Regions from separate parts of the Mus musculus genome. Here all the other regions are linked to region 3. Evidence: chromatin contacts called from public HiChIP or PLAC-seq data. All regions are on one chromosome and are shown on one strand. The core of a region is the stretch at or near the end of the contact, and the rest is flanking DNA. Distances in the headings are between cores, read along the strand shown. Region 1 has its middle 150 kb from the start of Gm32727. Region 2 has its middle 130 kb from the start of Gm32558. Region 3 has its middle 190 kb from the start of Mir7025.

What was found. HiChIP or PLAC-seq counts read pairs in DNA pulled down with a chosen protein or histone mark.
Region 1: a contact with region 3 is called in an H3K27ac HiChIP or PLAC-seq map of extraembryonic endoderm stem cells. The contact joins two enhancer-like sites. A contact is called at or near these places in 17 of 484 Hi-C or Micro-C datasets (the BV-2 cell line, ECoMG-derived neutrophils, the G1E-ER4 cell line and 11 more), 6 of 115 datasets of contacts at active chromatin or transcription factors (embryonic basal ganglia, embryonic stem cells, extraembryonic endoderm stem cells and 1 more) and 1 of 9 other capture datasets (embryonic stem cells).
Region 2: an H3K27ac HiChIP or PLAC-seq map of extraembryonic endoderm stem cells shows a contact between it and region 3, with 4 times the contacts expected there. The contact joins two enhancer-like sites. A contact is called at or near these places in 1 of 39 promoter capture datasets (neural stem cells), 2 of 115 datasets of contacts at active chromatin or transcription factors (acute myeloid leukemia and extraembryonic endoderm stem cells) and 1 of 9 other capture datasets (embryonic stem cells).

Annotation. Positions count from the first base shown.
Region 1 is chr5:75,829,154-75,831,853 of GRCm38.p6, reverse strand. No RefSeq gene overlaps it. Among named protein-coding and RNA genes, the nearest start is that of Gm32727, 150 kb to the left of the region's middle. Within about 2 kb of position 1,338, at least 59 of the 459 cell types and tissues checked have an H3K27ac peak or open chromatin away from gene starts, as enhancers often do. A contact at or near this core is called in extraembryonic endoderm stem cells, where this site is marked.
Region 2 is chr5:75,798,919-75,801,618 of GRCm38.p6, reverse strand. No RefSeq gene overlaps it. Among named protein-coding and RNA genes, the nearest start is that of Gm32558, 130 kb to the right of the region's middle. Within about 2 kb of position 1,323, at least 24 of the 459 cell types and tissues checked have an H3K27ac peak or open chromatin away from gene starts, as enhancers often do. A contact at or near this core is called in extraembryonic endoderm stem cells, where this site is marked.
Region 3 is chr5:75,366,354-75,369,053 of GRCm38.p6, reverse strand. No RefSeq gene overlaps it. Among named protein-coding and RNA genes, the nearest start is that of Mir7025, 190 kb to the right of the region's middle. Within about 2 kb of position 1,438, at least 6 of the 459 cell types and tissues checked have an H3K27ac peak or open chromatin away from gene starts, as enhancers often do. A contact at or near this core is called in extraembryonic endoderm stem cells, where this site is marked.

The DNA.
Region 1 (2,700 bases), core at 89-2,588, 460 kb before region 3:
TGTTGTTTTTACACAGTAGTCAAGGCTTCCTTTATTTAAGTCAAGCCCAGTCGTTATTTACGTTCTTATTTTTTGCTAGTAAAAATGGCGCTTGCTGGGGAGATGACTCAGCGGTGAAGTGGTTGCTGAGCAAGTGTAAGGAATGGGTTCAGATCCTCAAGGCTGTGTAAACACTGGGCATGGCTGTACACATCTACAATCCAAGGAAAGGGGGTAACCGGGAGGCTCTGGGGACTCGTGGGCTGCTAGGGTTGTAAATGGTGATCTCTAGATTCAGTGTGAGACCCTAGCCTAAGAACATAAAGTGAACAAGAAACTGAGGAAATATCTCAACATCAACCTCTGGTCTCCATATATAACCACACAGGTGAATAATGCCCCCATCCTCAACACACACACACACACACACACACACAGACATACACATACATATACACAATACACACACACACAGACATACACACAAACACACACACATATATACACACACATAGACACATACACACACATACACACAGACATACACACACAGACATACACACAAAAATAAACACATACCTACACATACACATAGACACACAGACACACACATACAAAAACACACACATATACACACACATAGACACATGCACAACACACTCACAGACACACAGACACATACATATACACACAGACACACACACTCAAAACAACAGATATACACACATACACACTCAGACAGACAGGCAAACACACACATATACACACAGAAACACACATATATACACTTACACACATATACACACAAATAAACACACACAGACACACAGAGAGACAAATACACACAAGACACACAGAGATACATAGAGACATACACAGACACACACAGAGACACATACATACACACATACACACACATACAGACACACAGACACACACATACATACATACATACATACTCACACAGACATACACACACACACACACACTCACATTCACACGACACACAGACACTCAGATACTTACATAGACACACACACACACACACACACACACGCACACACACACTGAAGCTTGGTAGTGTGAGCCTTAAGTTTCACAATCACTCCTGGTGGAGATGAGCACAAGATATGATTTAAAGAACTTGTCTCCAGCACAAGGAGAACATGGTCAGTGTGGAGAATACCTGATGGCATCTGACTTCCAGCCCAGGAGGCAGGTAGAAAGCATGAGGCCTGATGTCAGCCCCCTGGAGAGGAGATGGGGAGGAGGCAGGGGACAAACTAGTAAGGCTGTCTCTGCATCTGCAGCGAGCCTGTGTCTATCAGTCAAGGAGGGACCACGTCCTCAACACAGAGATTCAGCAGGGGATGAAACAGATGGTTCCTGTCACTTGAGGTCTCTCCAAATAAGTAAACCATGCAGTGTGTCAGACACTGACGGCTTCTCTGGAGAAAACCAGTGAAAGGGGGGAGGGGCTGAGAGCACCTGTGGTTTGCCAGTTTAGGAGGGAAGTCCTTCCTGAAAAGATAAGAGTGATTAATGACTCAAAAGCAGGGGGTAGGGAGGAGGGGAAAGAGAGAGGAGGGGAAGAGAGGGGGAGGGGAAGGTAGAAGGGAAGAGGAAGGGGAAGATAGAGGAGGAGATAGAAGGGGGGGTACAAGGAGAGGGAGAATGAGAGAGAAACAATGGTGTGTATGTTGGACACAAAAGTCGAGAGCAAGTGCCAAGGCTCCCAGACAAGAACATTTATGAGTGTTGAGGGAGCAGCAAAGACAGCCAAGTGGCAAACAGGGAGTGACTGGGGGTATTGCAATGGTGGGGCTCTCTGCCTGTGTGGCAGTCTGTGTCAAAGGTTGGCGGCTTAGCTTCACCCTGTTCATAAGTCTACAAGATGGGCATAGCTTGGTGGGGGCAACTTGTCTCTATTCCATGGGACATTAGCTGGGATAGCCTTGGAACGTACATGTTGGCTATAAACTGGAAGCTCTGTGTGGAACTATTAGCTGGGGACCTCCATCCTATCTATGTAGGATGCTCCCCAGGCTAAGACTGCCTTACCCATGGTAGCCATGTCCCAGGGGCAAGTGTTCCACATGACAGGCCACAGAAGCTGCCAGAACCTGTTCGTGAAAGAGGTCATGAAGGCCAGAAAGGGAGGTCTCCTGCCTCTCACTGGGAGGCATGGCAACTAAGTTAAATATCATATTTTAAAACTGTTATAGAGAACACATATCTTTAATACCAGCAGTCAGGAGGCAGAGGCAGCCTGATTTCTTTGAGTTCAAGGCTAGCCTGGTCTACATGGTAAATTAAAGGCCAGCCAAAGCTGAGACCCTGTCTCAAAACCAAACCAAACCAAACCAAACCAAACCAAACCAAACCAAACCAAACCAAACCAAACCCCAAATCTTCTTTCCTGGAACTTTTTGAGCATGGCTGTAATTAAGTGTAGGGTAGGTATTTGCATCCAATGCTCTGCTATCCCCAATATCATTTGGAAAATCTGTCAGGCTGGAGAAGTAGCTTAGCAGTGAACAACACTTGCTGCTTTAGCAGAGGACCCAGGTTCCGTTCCCAGAACCCACATGGCAGCTCACAACTCTCTGTACTTCAGTTCCAGCGGATCCAACACCCTCTTCTGAGCTCTATAGGAATCCAGCATACCTGTAGTGCACAGACATACATGCAGGCAAGCACTTGTATATATAAAATTACAAG
Region 2 (2,700 bases), core at 74-2,573, 430 kb before region 3:
AGATTAAAGGTGACTCTTTCCACTTCAAAAGACCCAATTTAAATGCGGGACTTCCTGCCTCAAAAGATCTGGATTAAAAGTATGTCTTCCCAATTCAAATAATTTAATTAAGAACATTCCTTCACAAGTGCACCCAATAGCTTAACTTACGGTTTAGTTAATTTCAGATGTAGTCAAGTTGATCACCAAGAATAGCCGTTATACCTGGAAAGTGGGCTTGATTTCTGAACACATGGACACCGGTCAAGAGATAGCAGGGAACATGCCCTTGGTCCACATTCGTCCTGTGCGTGTCTCATATTGGAAATTAACATGTCTAAGAGGGTTCAGAGCTGAGTCTCGTAAAGGGGACATTGGTAGAGAGAGGTCCCTTCTGTCTCATTCTGAGGGTGCTATTCTGCTCTCACTCTGGGTATAGCTCCTGAGGTCCACTCTGCATCCTCTGCATCCCACTGAGGCAAATTTAACCTCCTCATCTTAGAGTACAAGGCCTAATACCACCTGGTCTCAGCCTAGTCCCCGCCTTCCCTCAAGTTTTCTATGACCTTTCCAATTGAAAAGTCACTTTGTTCTAGTTTCACCTGAAATCCCAGAGAGAAGGAATTCTGCTCTCATGGCTTGATAAACTTCAGTCGAGTGCTTGAAAGCATGTGAGTGCTGTTCATTAAATCATACGCTTACAATGTGTTGTTATTTCTGGTTCTCGTCTGCCTTCTTTATAAAAACAAATCCACTAAGGTGGAGTAGCCAGCCTTTACTCAGGGACTGTCACCATGTTCCTTCTTTTGGGGAAGCTGTTTCTCAGTCTCTCAGCCCTTACAAAACTCCCTACTTTACTGTACGATTGATCTCTGTAGCAGACCTCCTTCTGCCTCTAGCAGCTGACAACACTGAGGGAGTGAAGTTCTTTCCTATTAGCTTTCTGGTTGCCCCTACGTGGAGGAGGATTTCCTCTTAGGTAGAAGGGTCAGGAAGATGAAACTTGAAGTTCCTGTTTTTTTATGTTATCATCCTCAAGAAGATAACTGCTAGAACAAAGGGAAGAGGAGATAAAACAGGAGGAGAAAATCTGGAATGTGTCCGGGGCTTTCGTTCATGTCCTCGCTGTCACGTCTAGAGTTTGGGTGTGTGAGTCAATGAATTTCTCTTTTGCTTCAGCTAGCTTAAATTTTAATTGTATGAGCTGAGCCCATGAATTCTGTAAAGTTCTTTTCCCAGGCAGAAGTCAATATTCGTTTGTGTACAAGTTCCTGGGGTGCCCAGCACGGAAGGGGCACAGCAAATGCTTACTGTTTTGAAGCAGATTATAAACCGGTTGAATTAGTTTATTGAGAGCTCTGCTGGAGAATGAAAAGAAAGCACCCAGTGTTATGCTGTGTATTGAAAGGACAAGGGCTTGATGTTTTATGTGATTCAATGAGAGCGAAACAATACAACAGTCTCGGAAAGGGATAAACGCGCTGCTGCCAACTTGGCGAAGGGAAAGCTGAGAGGGCAGGCCTACCCATCCCCTTCCTCCTCCACTAGCGACTTGCTTTACCTTTTAGGAAAGAATACAGTTGGTTTTGCTCATTAAAGATAGAAACTGGAGATGTGTGTTTTCTTCCTTGAGCCTGGTTGTAGCTCACTGTCCTCCTGGGGCTTTGGAAAACAAGGAACAAAGCCAAGAGAGGCTCATAAGTCCAGTGACTCAGAACCAGCACGGGGCCTCTGTTGTACCTATGTTCAGTCATTGGACAAAATGAAGAGTCATTATAACAGTGCCAGAAAATGCACCCACAGCTTCCCCAGGCTGGGATGGCTGGTAGAACTTTGAGGTTTGCCAACTTCGGTGATTGCACCAATCACAGGTTCATGGTCTGTAGACAGTCGATAGACTGTTTAAACAGTCTATTGCTTGTGAAAAGAAAACCAAGTGCTATTTATTCTTGGAGCAGAATAGAACCTTAGAGGTCATCAATTCAACCTCCAATGGCTGCAGAGTCGTTTCCATGTCTGCTTTTTAATTAATTTCTGAATTCCTTCTAAACTCATTCCTAAAGAGTGGTCCAAACCTTTAGAAAATCTATTCCATCCATGGACGCTCAGAAAATCCTTTTTTTTTTCTTTAATAAAAATGAAAACTGCTTTATGAACTTTCCTGCTAAAGACTCAAACGTCCTTTCATCTACATTGTAGGAAATACACCTAATCACTCTACAAAATCCTTTCCATATTCAAGGCACCTATGGCAACTCTCTAGGGAACATAGCCGATTCTTCATTAGTCCCAAATGGGACCTTAGCATTTTAATCTCCTTTAGGGCAAGCAGTGGGTCAGACAGCAAAGAAGAAAACGAGACACACAGCCAAAGAAACAAGAAACAGCTTACTCCTCAGTGGCCCTTGAAGTAGTCTCTGTGACTCATCTGCTTTGCTTAGTCTCTCTTTCTCTCTCTCTCTCTCTCTCTCTCTCTCTCTCTCTCTCTCTCTCTGTCTACCCCCACTCTCTGTTTCTCTTGTTTTTGATATTTTGAGACAGACTCTCACTATGTAGCTCTGATTTCCCGAAACTCACTGTGTAGAACAATTGGCTTCAAATTCACAGACACCCACCTTTCTCTGCTTCCCAAGGGCAGGGATTAGCAGTGTATACCTGGCCCTTTCCCAACAACAGGTTCATCATTGCTGAGAGCCATCCCTTCTAAGCATCTCAGTTATT
Region 3 (2,700 bases), core at 189-2,688:
AGGCCTTGCATCTGAACCTGCATAGACTTACAGACATAATCCCAGTGTGACCTTTCAGTTCTAAAGCTATGGTTTGTGGGCACTGCCTTTGCAAGTGTCACTTGCTGGCAGCTTCCCAAAGGCCGCAGTGCCTGTGTCTTGACTTCCAGCTTTCTGTTGTGACTTTGACCTTCAAGCACACTAGGGCAGAAACCAACAGACAGATCAGGGAACCCCAGGCTCCATTGCCTGCTGTCATCTGCCTCTAGGCCACAGAGGGAGCTTACAGGGACCACGGGAAGACAGTCTGGGTCTGACTTTGTCTTTAATGTCACATGTTTAGGAAGCTCACATTGACCCCCTGCCCTGGCCTCGATCCTATGTACATACTGGGACCCCAGAGTTAGGAGTAGTCACAGTCCCTACCATAAAGAACTTACACTCTGCTGGGGCCTGAAATGTGACGGGAACCTAGGTTCCACTTGGCCCCGAGGGTGGAGCAAAGTCAATGGGCTCCTCCTTTTTCTCCAAGAGCCAGCCAGCTGCCTGCTTTTTGGTCACCTCCCCTATACTGCCTATTATTTAAGGAGATTTCCCACGTGGTCCTTTTCTCCCTTTTTAATTTAAGGAGCTGTGAACTGAGGCTAAGAAGACATCTTGCCCTTCTCTGTTTATTCTCTGTCTGATTAAAAAAATAAATCAAAGATGGCAGAAACGAAATTCAGCCTTCAGGGGGCCCCTGTGAAGGGCTCTCAGAGACCACAGGACTCTCCTGGAGTGTGAGAATAGAACCCCAAACGTCGTCCATTCCAGCTGTGCTAGCATCATTGGGAGGAAAAAAATCTAGACAGAGATGCTGCACAGTTAGAAACGTTATCTTTAAAATCACCCACATTGTGAGATAGGGACACCCAACTGAATCTGGAGCTCACTGATTGGCCGGACTGGTTAGCCAATCAGGTCCAGAGATTCTCCTGTCTCCCAGCCCCAGCAGTGAGGTACCATAAACAAGCCACATGCTTGAATACTGGGGATCAGAACCCAGCTGCTCATGACTGGGCCACAAAGATTCTGAAAACAGGATTTCTAAGGTGAGGTTCATGGGTGGACTGTAGGGGATCTCTCAGCTCCCCAAAAGTGTACACATACTTAGGGTTTGAGGGGCAGTTTCCTGAGAGATGAATTAGAATTTCTAAAATAGGTTCTCAGCGGCGATCTATTATCCACACAGAGTTAAAGTGAACTTTCCCAATGCACTTGAGTTAAACCTTAAGTCTTAAATGTCTCAGCCCTTTTGAAGAGTAAAAGCAAATTTGCCCAGCCAGGTTCTATAGTCCGAATGCCACCCATAATTAAATGATACAGCCTGTGCTTATAATGGGAAAGCTAGCCCCGTAGGCTTCTTGACTGCACTGTTTATCTAGTACACAGCTCAGCTGAACTGTTGCTTTATAGCTTGCTCTCCAAGTAAATTGTTCTCTTCTTAAGGCAAGGCTTTGTTTCTTAGACACCCTTGTATGACGTCAAACACCATTCTTCTCCCGCTGGCCTGCTGATTGCAAGGTATCTGTTATTTAAGTATTCCCTGGTAACTACCCACCTAGCTCGCTCTGAGCTGGCCTAGAGGAGAGCCATGTAATGATAAAAAGCCATTATTGGCCTTTTTAATGTTTAACTTGGTTTGCTTTGCAATCTCTCTGAAATTAGATTGCTTAGGTATGGTATCCTCCTCTCTACAGGAGAGATAGCAATGAGCTTGTGCTTTGGATATGCAAATCACCCGATTCTAGATAACAAGCCCTTAGTACAAGTTGATAGAAACACAGTTTCTTAATTATCTCTCCTAGTCTTAGCCAATTAGACCTACAGTTTTGCAGAGTCGAAGGACAAGACTAATGGACCCCAGTGTTTTGATGTCACCCTCAGTTTCTATGCCCAAGCAAGCTTCCTGGAAGTCCCCTTTCTACTTCCTGAGCTGAAGAATAAGAGAACGAGGCTTCTAGCAACAATGTACAGCTACGGGGAACCCCAGGCTTCCAAGGGCTCAGCCAACATCCTATGTCCATCACTTAAAGCAGATGAAACGGTTTTCATCAACTTTACTGACAAATAAGGAAATGCTGAAACTCCTGCTGACAGCCATTCAGCCGTGTTTTATCATTATTGAGTTTAAACAGCAATTAATGTTTCACAAATGTAATTCCCCCAAGGCCCAAAGAGTTTGTGTTGCTGATGTTATTCTCCTCAGTTTGTAGACGAAGAAACTAACGTGCAGAAAGGTGAACCCGTCGAACCGCATTTATACAGTAGGGATGCGACGCAGACTCCAAATGAAGTTCTCCCCGCTTCAAAGCTGAGGATCTTTAACGCTGCCTCTCAGTGCTCCCAGTCCGGATTCTGAAACGTCAGATGATCTGACTAACTTCCCAAGCTTTCCCCCAAGCAGGGGTTCAAGGACACCCTAGAGTTGGAGAAGTCACTGTGTTAATTTCAGATTCATTAGCCCTAACTCGGGCAAATTATCTAAACCTGGTTCAATGGGGCCATTTAAACATTTAAACCTTGGAGCCATTTCTTGTCTTTTTTTTTTTTTCTTAAAGATTTAAGAAAAAAGATTTTTTTATTATTATACATAAGTACACTATAGCTGATTTCAGGCGAACCAGAACCAGAAGAGGGCGTCAGTTCTCATTACGGGAAGTTGTGAGCCACCATGTGGTT